Linked DNA regions of Gossypium arboreum: region 1 is linked to region 2. Evidence: chromatin contacts called from public Hi-C data. All regions are on one chromosome and are shown on one strand. The core of a region is the stretch at or near the end of the contact, and the rest is flanking DNA. Distances in the headings are between cores, read along the strand shown. Region 1 holds the start of LOC108465361 (B2 protein-like). Region 2 holds the start of LOC108457932 (mitochondrial import receptor subunit TOM20-like).

Evidence for each region. Hi-C and Micro-C count contacts between places; a contact is called where the count stands out from the background.
Region 1: a contact with region 2 is called in a Hi-C map of leaf, with 4 times the contacts expected there. The contact joins the promoter of LOC108465361 here to the promoter of LOC108457932 in region 2. A contact is called at or near these places in 3 of 5 Hi-C or Micro-C datasets (all in leaf).

The regions. Positions count from the first base shown.
Region 1 is chr4:24,162,861-24,166,424 of ASM2569848v2, reverse strand. LOC108465361 (B2 protein-like) reads right to left here and starts at 1,940. Exons shown (of 6, transcript XM_017765695.2): 1 at 1,797-1,940; 2 at 581-1,161; 3 at 360-460; 4 at 192-275; 5 at 1-84. The coding sequence starts at 1,151.
Region 2 is chr4:23,948,535-23,952,400 of ASM2569848v2, reverse strand. It overlaps LOC108457932 (mitochondrial import receptor subunit TOM20-like), which reads left to right and starts at 1,874. Exons shown (of 7, transcript XR_001867201.2): 1 at 1,874-2,138; 2 at 2,224-2,302; 3 at 2,428-2,597; 4 at 2,698-2,745; 5 at 3,148-3,243.

The DNA.
Region 1 (3,564 bases), core at 691-3,190, 210 kb before region 2:
CTTGGGACCGTCATAGTGGTGCAAGACTGGCCTAAAAGCATCCTCTTCCAATGCCTTGCATACCTTCCTTATACGGATTCTCACCTATTTATATGGGGGTAAAAAAAACAGAAGAATTAAGAGTTAATGGTGTCTTCTATGACTAGGAACAATATGTACAGTTCTAACAAACCATAAACTCTTATCTTTACCTGAGCAGGAAACCTCGACTCGCCTTTACACTTTTTGTCTTCCCAAGCAGTTGGATCAATGTTAGAACCCCCAAAACTTGCTGCCTGTAAATATGGAAGAAAACATCAACAATACAAGAGACGCTAACTGACACTGCCTGATCAACCATTAGACTCAGGTGAACTTACCTCAAAAATACCATGCAATTGATGAGTGGTGTAGTTATAGAGAAACAATGGCAGGCCAGGTGTGATTGCCCGAACAGAGTCCCTGTATCTTGGCGGTAAACCTAGCAAATGAGATAACAGCAGCAAGTAAAAATTCTCAACTACTAAGGTTCATAATATAAACTAATTACGTGACAATTACATCTATGAGAATGGGAGTCTTCAAAAAGAACAACAATTACCAAATAGCTGACGCTTAAGATCTTCTTGCATTGTGTCATTATTGCAAACAAAGATGTATCCACCAAGCACCTCATTTCTAGGGAGTGTCTCGGTGGCAGGCAAAGTCTTGAACCTTTTATCGACAGCATTGTTTGCATTGCTGTTCTCGTTGTTGTTGGAGTTGGTGTTGCTGTTATTATTAATATCTTTGTTGCTATGGTTGTTGCCGCTATATTTGTTGGCAGACAGGTTCCCAATGTTGTGGCTGTTATTTTTCTGGTAAACAGCATCGGTGTTGTAAATACCATTTCGGAAGGTACTTTTGCTTACACTATCTCCGATCTTGGAGTCCAAGTTCAACATATTGAAGTTAAGGTTCTCGAATTTGTTGTCTTCATGGAACCCAAATTTATCCCTTGTCCTTACTTCAGCTGGACCCTTTGAAAGATCGAGATTGTTCATTCGCTCACCCTTTATCCTCGTCTGTTCAGCCAGTTTGGAGGCAACCATCAACCATTTGTGATCCTCTGAGGCTTTAGATTGTCCCCGGAGATCATCTCCTAACTGCCAAAAGCTATTCATGCTTTCCATCTTGCAGATCCTAATAAGAGAGGATAACAGAATTTGAAAAGATTTGTCAATTACAAAACAAGACATAGGAGAAAATTGGAGACAATTAAGTCACCAATTGATAAGCAAATCTTAAGCATCAATGAAGGAGATTCAATTTCTACCAACAGCCACAATAACCCAAAGAAAAGAAAACCAAGAATCAGCACATGAAAACCAAGCAAACACTGGAAAATTCCCCATTTCCTTTCCCACCATTCTCTCAGCACACAAGCAAAGCCCAGAAATCCTAAAACTCTTGAAGTCAACTTCACATGACACAAACAACAACCAAATTTTATCCCAATAAGAACACCCCCCCCCCCCCCCCAAAAAAAAAAAAAAGAAAGAAAAGAAAAGAAAACCCAAAAATATAATCACCTTTAAAACAATACCCAAAAATTCAAAATCATCCATCAATAAAAATCAAATAAATAGTACGGCATTTAACAAAGAACCAATGAAATAGATGCAGACTTTACCAACTAAGCAAAATACAATTTCAATGTTTAGCATTAAAGATGCAGATTTAAAAGTATTTTAGAAGCTAAGAACTCCAGATTTGGGATCCAAAAGAGAAACAAAGAGAGTCCCTTTTTTTTCTTTCTTTCTTTTTATCTTTTTTACCTTTGCTAGCTGTGAAGTGAAACCCGCAAGACACGGCACAGAGGGGGACAGCGAGAAATTATGTAAGAAGGGATTTTCATTGTATTATAGAATTATGTGACGAGAATGCCCCTCATTACTTGAGTATTTACTGTCTTTTGCCAGTTTGGTTTTTACCCTTTTTCTTACGAACTTTGTGTCAGTGTCTTAAAATTAAGGAAGTGCAGTGCTGGTGAAGTTCTCGTTTCCTACGCGCCTCAGTGTCCGCGTGTAAAAACATTTTATGTTTTTAAAATATAATAATCGTAAAATATTTACTTCCAAGTAAATTTTCTTATCCGATCTATCTCGAATTTTGTCAAAAAATATATTTTCCTCCTACTATTTCTATTGATTATTTATTTAATAAAAATATTTTAAATGTATTATGTATGATATATAAATTTTAATTAAAAAAATCATGTGAGTGTTTGAGATTAATGTCTCTCAAAATAATTCAAAAGTTTACAAATATTTATTAGAAAATATGAAGTTCGCTTTTAAGTGTTAAGGAAGTGCATGCTTCTCTAGTATTAGAGCTGTTGAGTGATAATTTTCATATTAAGTATTGATAATTTATTGAACAGTTTGAATAAGATATGATGAACATATAGACAACATCTAGTCTGTCAATGAATATCATATTACTTGATAAACTCATATTGAAAATTAGATCGAATTAAGTCATTCAAGTTAATCCCTTACAACATGGACATTTGGATTGGATTGGAACTCTATGTGATTAGTTGCCAAGAGCCCACATTTGTTTTATTGTTATTATATTGTAAATTCTTTATTGTATTATTATTGTAATGGGGTTATTATAAATCTTCTATGTTAGCAAGTCTCGAACATAATCTATTTAAGGAAGAGACTTGTATAGCTTTTTGTAACTGGAATTAAGAGCACTAAATCTGTTCAAGTGAGGAACTTTTCTTTGAGTGCATATTGATAATAAAACCTTTTGTGTTGTAATTTTATTTGCTGAACTCACAAGGGTGAGTTTAGTGGTGAGAGTATCAGTCTTCAAGGTGTAAGGGTGAGAAAAATTATCATGAGGTGTGTGATAGATTAAGTTCACTTGTGTGTTTGTTTTGTTGGAAAAAATCTAGATTGAAAATGATTTTCTTGCACAGCGGAAAATTTAAAATTTGAAAACCGATTCAGTTTGTGATATTTATAGCAATAAACCTTTAACCGAAATCATACATGTTTTTTCAGATAAAGGGATCCTTAATGTTTTCTAGCTTTTAACCAATCGATCTTCTTCACTACTCTCATACCACGATTTGCTTCAAGTGTGGGCTCGAACCAATTGAATCAAAACATAGAACTAGAAAAAGTTCTTTTTTACTTTTGGATGAAAAGGAAAATTCTTTCTTCAAAATAGAAACTGACAAAATTGTTATTTCGAATATATATATAATAGTAAAGAATAAATTCTCTCTATTTTTTGACAGAGTAATAATATCTTGAAGTTGTGTAAATAAATTTATCGATTCCATCTATTTATAGGGAGAGAAGATAGAACCCTTGTTGAATTGTGGAAGTTTATTTCAAATAAAAAAACAACTTTCAGTCCAACTAGAAGAGGCAGAGGGGCTAATAAGGTGTGTTTCCCCTCATATGTATTATGATGTAGATTCAAGCCTCTCATTTTATTAAGCCCAATTATATGTGTTTTTTGGCCTTTTAACCCAACACTTCATAATTTAGTCCAACCCAATACATAATTTTCTATTTTCCAAAA
Region 2 (3,866 bases), core at 625-3,124:
GTTTTAGTAGGAGTTTGTACTTTTAAATGCTTTTATGTTATAGACACATTTTCAGTTATTTCAGTTTAAAGATATTAAGTTTATTTTTTACAGAAATAAAATTTATTTGGTTTATTCACACTTTGATTTTGGTAAGGTTTGATCTCACTAAATAGGATCAGTTGGAAATAGACATGTTTAGATCATATTACATATAATTCCCATGCTACACATCCATACTTGATCTATGTCATTTGGTTGTGTAAATATACGTGACCATGGATGGATTTAGTTACTATATATGTAAGGAAAGTCGCCTTGGTTCTATGTTAACATAATTAATGGACAAGATTGTTCGGAAGACCTTTTGGATATGATAGTAAAATTTTGAGCTCATAAGGTTATATAATGACATGTAATTATAGAGTAATTAGTATATATATGTGGTCCAAGTGGGGGATTGTTGGAAAATATGGACATCACATATATAATAACGGTAATTACATGTTATTATTTACTATCATGATAGGTTAGCTCGAATTAAAAGTGATCTAATTTGATTAAAGTTTTATCAGGCTTGAATTATTAAATAAAGTATGGGTCAAATATGTGTAGATACTCTAATAATTGAGTTCTAATCAAATTCTAATTAATGATGGGTTAATTAGGAATTAGAACTAATATGCCAAGGTTATACATATTAGGATTATGGTCCCTAAACTACACAACAATATATCTTTTCTAATATCTCATCCTTAGAAAAGAGAGAGCAAATATTCTCTGAATTTTTTGTGTGGTAATTTGGAAGATCAAATCCCCAAGATCCGGAAAAATTTCAAGGAATTCATGGATTTAGGTACGCTTTCGCATTTAGTTTTGTTCTTGATTTATTCTTGATGATTTGACATGATATATCCTGGTTTATTAAGTTTTATTTTTAGACTTATTTTACAAACCTAACACTGGTTTATTGTCGAAACAAAGCATTTCGGTTGATACTGGAATGAAATTGACCACCTTAATCTTAGCAAGTTAAAACTCTAATATATGAATGGCTTGTTCTAGGTAGAACATAACTAAGAGCACTTATCTTTGTTCAATTTAGGAACTTGTGTTTTGAGTACATTTTTGTGAGTAAATTCAAGCGAGACACTTGCTTTACAACTAAACTTTCAAGGGGAAGATTTAGGGTTATTTTTCATTACTTTTGAAAAATGGTTTTGAAAAGTGATATAAAAAATGTTTTTAAAAATTTGGCTTAAAATTAAAGTGATTAGTATTCTTGTCAAAAATATTTTTGAAAAATAAAATATTTATTTCAGACATGATATTGTAAAGTAAAAATATGCATTAAATAATGTATAAATTTGTTAATATTATGATACTTTAATAAGGATATAAAAATAATTTATTGTAACTCATTTATTAATATTTTGATATATGAAATATAAATTTTAAATATTTTAAAATTCAATTTGAATATATAAACTATATTTTACATATTAAAATATAATCATTTCAAATTTAAATATATAATATTATATACTTGAAATAAATTTCAATAGAAAAACAATTGTATACCGAAAATAAATATTATATAAAATACAGAATGGATCATAAGTTAAAGTTAAATTCTTAAAAAAAAAAAAGGTTAAAAATGTCATTTAACTCCAAACGCGAAAACTACTTATTTAACATTGTTTATGATTCGTCGATTGAGTCTTAACTTGATTGGTATAGATAGTATTGCTAATGCAAAAAGACGTGAGTTTAAATGCACTGAAGTAAAAAGAAATATTAGATGTAATAAAGATCCAAGTAAATAGTAATGGTGGTTGTATTGTAGCAAAGGTTTCATTTAGAACAAGAAGCCCATTCTCAAAGAGCCCAATTTTAAAGGAGGAAAATAAAATAAGAATATTGCAGATGCTGAAGGAAAGAAAGATTCAGTCTGTCAAAGTCTTTAGGGCTCCTTCCAAAGACACGGAGTCTTGATTTGGATACGCTCTAACATTTGTCCGTACAGATAATTCATACTAAAGATTTAACCGGAAACCAAAGCCATGGAAATGTCCAACGATCTCGATAGGTTGCTCTTTTTCGAGCAAGCTCGTAAAATTTCCGAGGCTACTTACGCTTCCAATCCTCTCGATGCCGATGTTCGCTTTCTGCTTCCTTCGATCTTTTCTTTTTCTAATTAAAATGATTTTTTGGCTATTGTTTAAAATCTTGTTTTCTTGGCAGAATTTGACCAGATGGGCCGGAGCTTTACTGGAGTTGTCTCAGTTTCAAAGCGTTCCAGATTCTCAGAAAATGATTCAAGGTTCTTTAATATATATATATATATATTTTGAATCCAATAATTTGTTTTATTGGCTATTGAAATTTATTGTAATTGGTAAAGCAACTAATTTAGATTAGATATGAATTTTTTTCTTCTTTAAATAGATGCTATTTCGAAACTAGAGGAGGCTTTATCTATTAACCCTAGAAAGCATGATGCTTTATGGTGCTTGGGAAATGCTCAGACTTCTTTTGCGTTTCTGACTAACAAGGAGGACGAGGCAAGGCCTTATTTCGAAAAGGCTGCTCAATATTTCCAGCAAGCAGTCGATGAGGTAATTTAATTTTCATTTAGTAAATGTTGGTCGCCATAGTTTTGATTCTGACTATGTATATACTTTCTTGACATGTTTGCTTTGTGATGCATATATGTAGGACCCGAGCAATGACATTTACCTTAAGTCTTTAGAAATATCTGCCAAGGTATTTCCTCTCTCTTTTCTTTATATTGGGTTAATGAATCTTGGGTAATGCTCCGTGTTTCTTGTGATATATATCTTTTAATAGCTACTACAACTTATTGTATTTTGTTGTGAAAATGTGGCGTGGACCTTGTTTAATATTGATGGGAGGAATGTATTATATTTCATTACTTCTTAGATGGATTTGTAGTGATACATATATTAGGAAATGTTAACTGTTGATTAGTTTGTAAACGGTCAATTGATTAGAAATTTTGCGCTTAAAGCCTGTGAGGGGAGGTATCAAGTTCAAAGTTCAAAATGAGCCGTATGCAGTTTGTTCTTTGTGGTCTTCCTTACTTTTATTTCACTCGAGTGCATTTAATTGTTTCTGTATTAAAAGCATCCTTTTCTTTTTCCTCAGGCTCCAGAATTACACCAGGAAATCATTAAGCATGGTTTAGGTCAACAGACGCTTGGGGCTGGACCTTCTACTTCTACTTCCTCCAATTCAACAAAGGCAATCTTCTTAGTTTTTTCCCATTATGTTTCCCTTCTTCATATCTGCACTTTCCCTTCCCCTTCTTTTTCTCCTATAATCTCTATGTGGCTTGTGTTGTAATGTGCTGCTTAATAGATTGATTATTTTGCACTATTTACATATGCGTTTTAAAAGATCAAGGTTAGTTAGTTGGTCTTTAGTCTATGTTTTCTGTTGATTTACATTTGATATCTTCTATATTTTCTGAGGAAGAAGTCAGAACGTTCGATGGATTGCAGTCATATTATGGTTAATTTAAGGGATTTACTCTTTTATGTATAACATGCATCATATTCAAGTGCATGCCCAAGCCCCTTAGAGCGGGTTCTGGCCTATGGTTTCTGTCTTTTATTATAGAATTATTGCTTTGAGAGATATGTAGCTTAGTTTGATGGTTATTATTTATATTTCTTTAGAGATCTGAGTGTGAGAAATTGTGCATGAGAGGTTATTTTTCGACATTAGGTTTGATTGGTGAAGGAGAGCTGATGCAGAGTGGTAATCAATTAATCTTTAAGATTAGAGTAGGATGAGATGAAATTGCTTTGGAGAAATGTGTGACATCTAATCACAAGAGAAATTTATACTGTGGCAAAGGACCA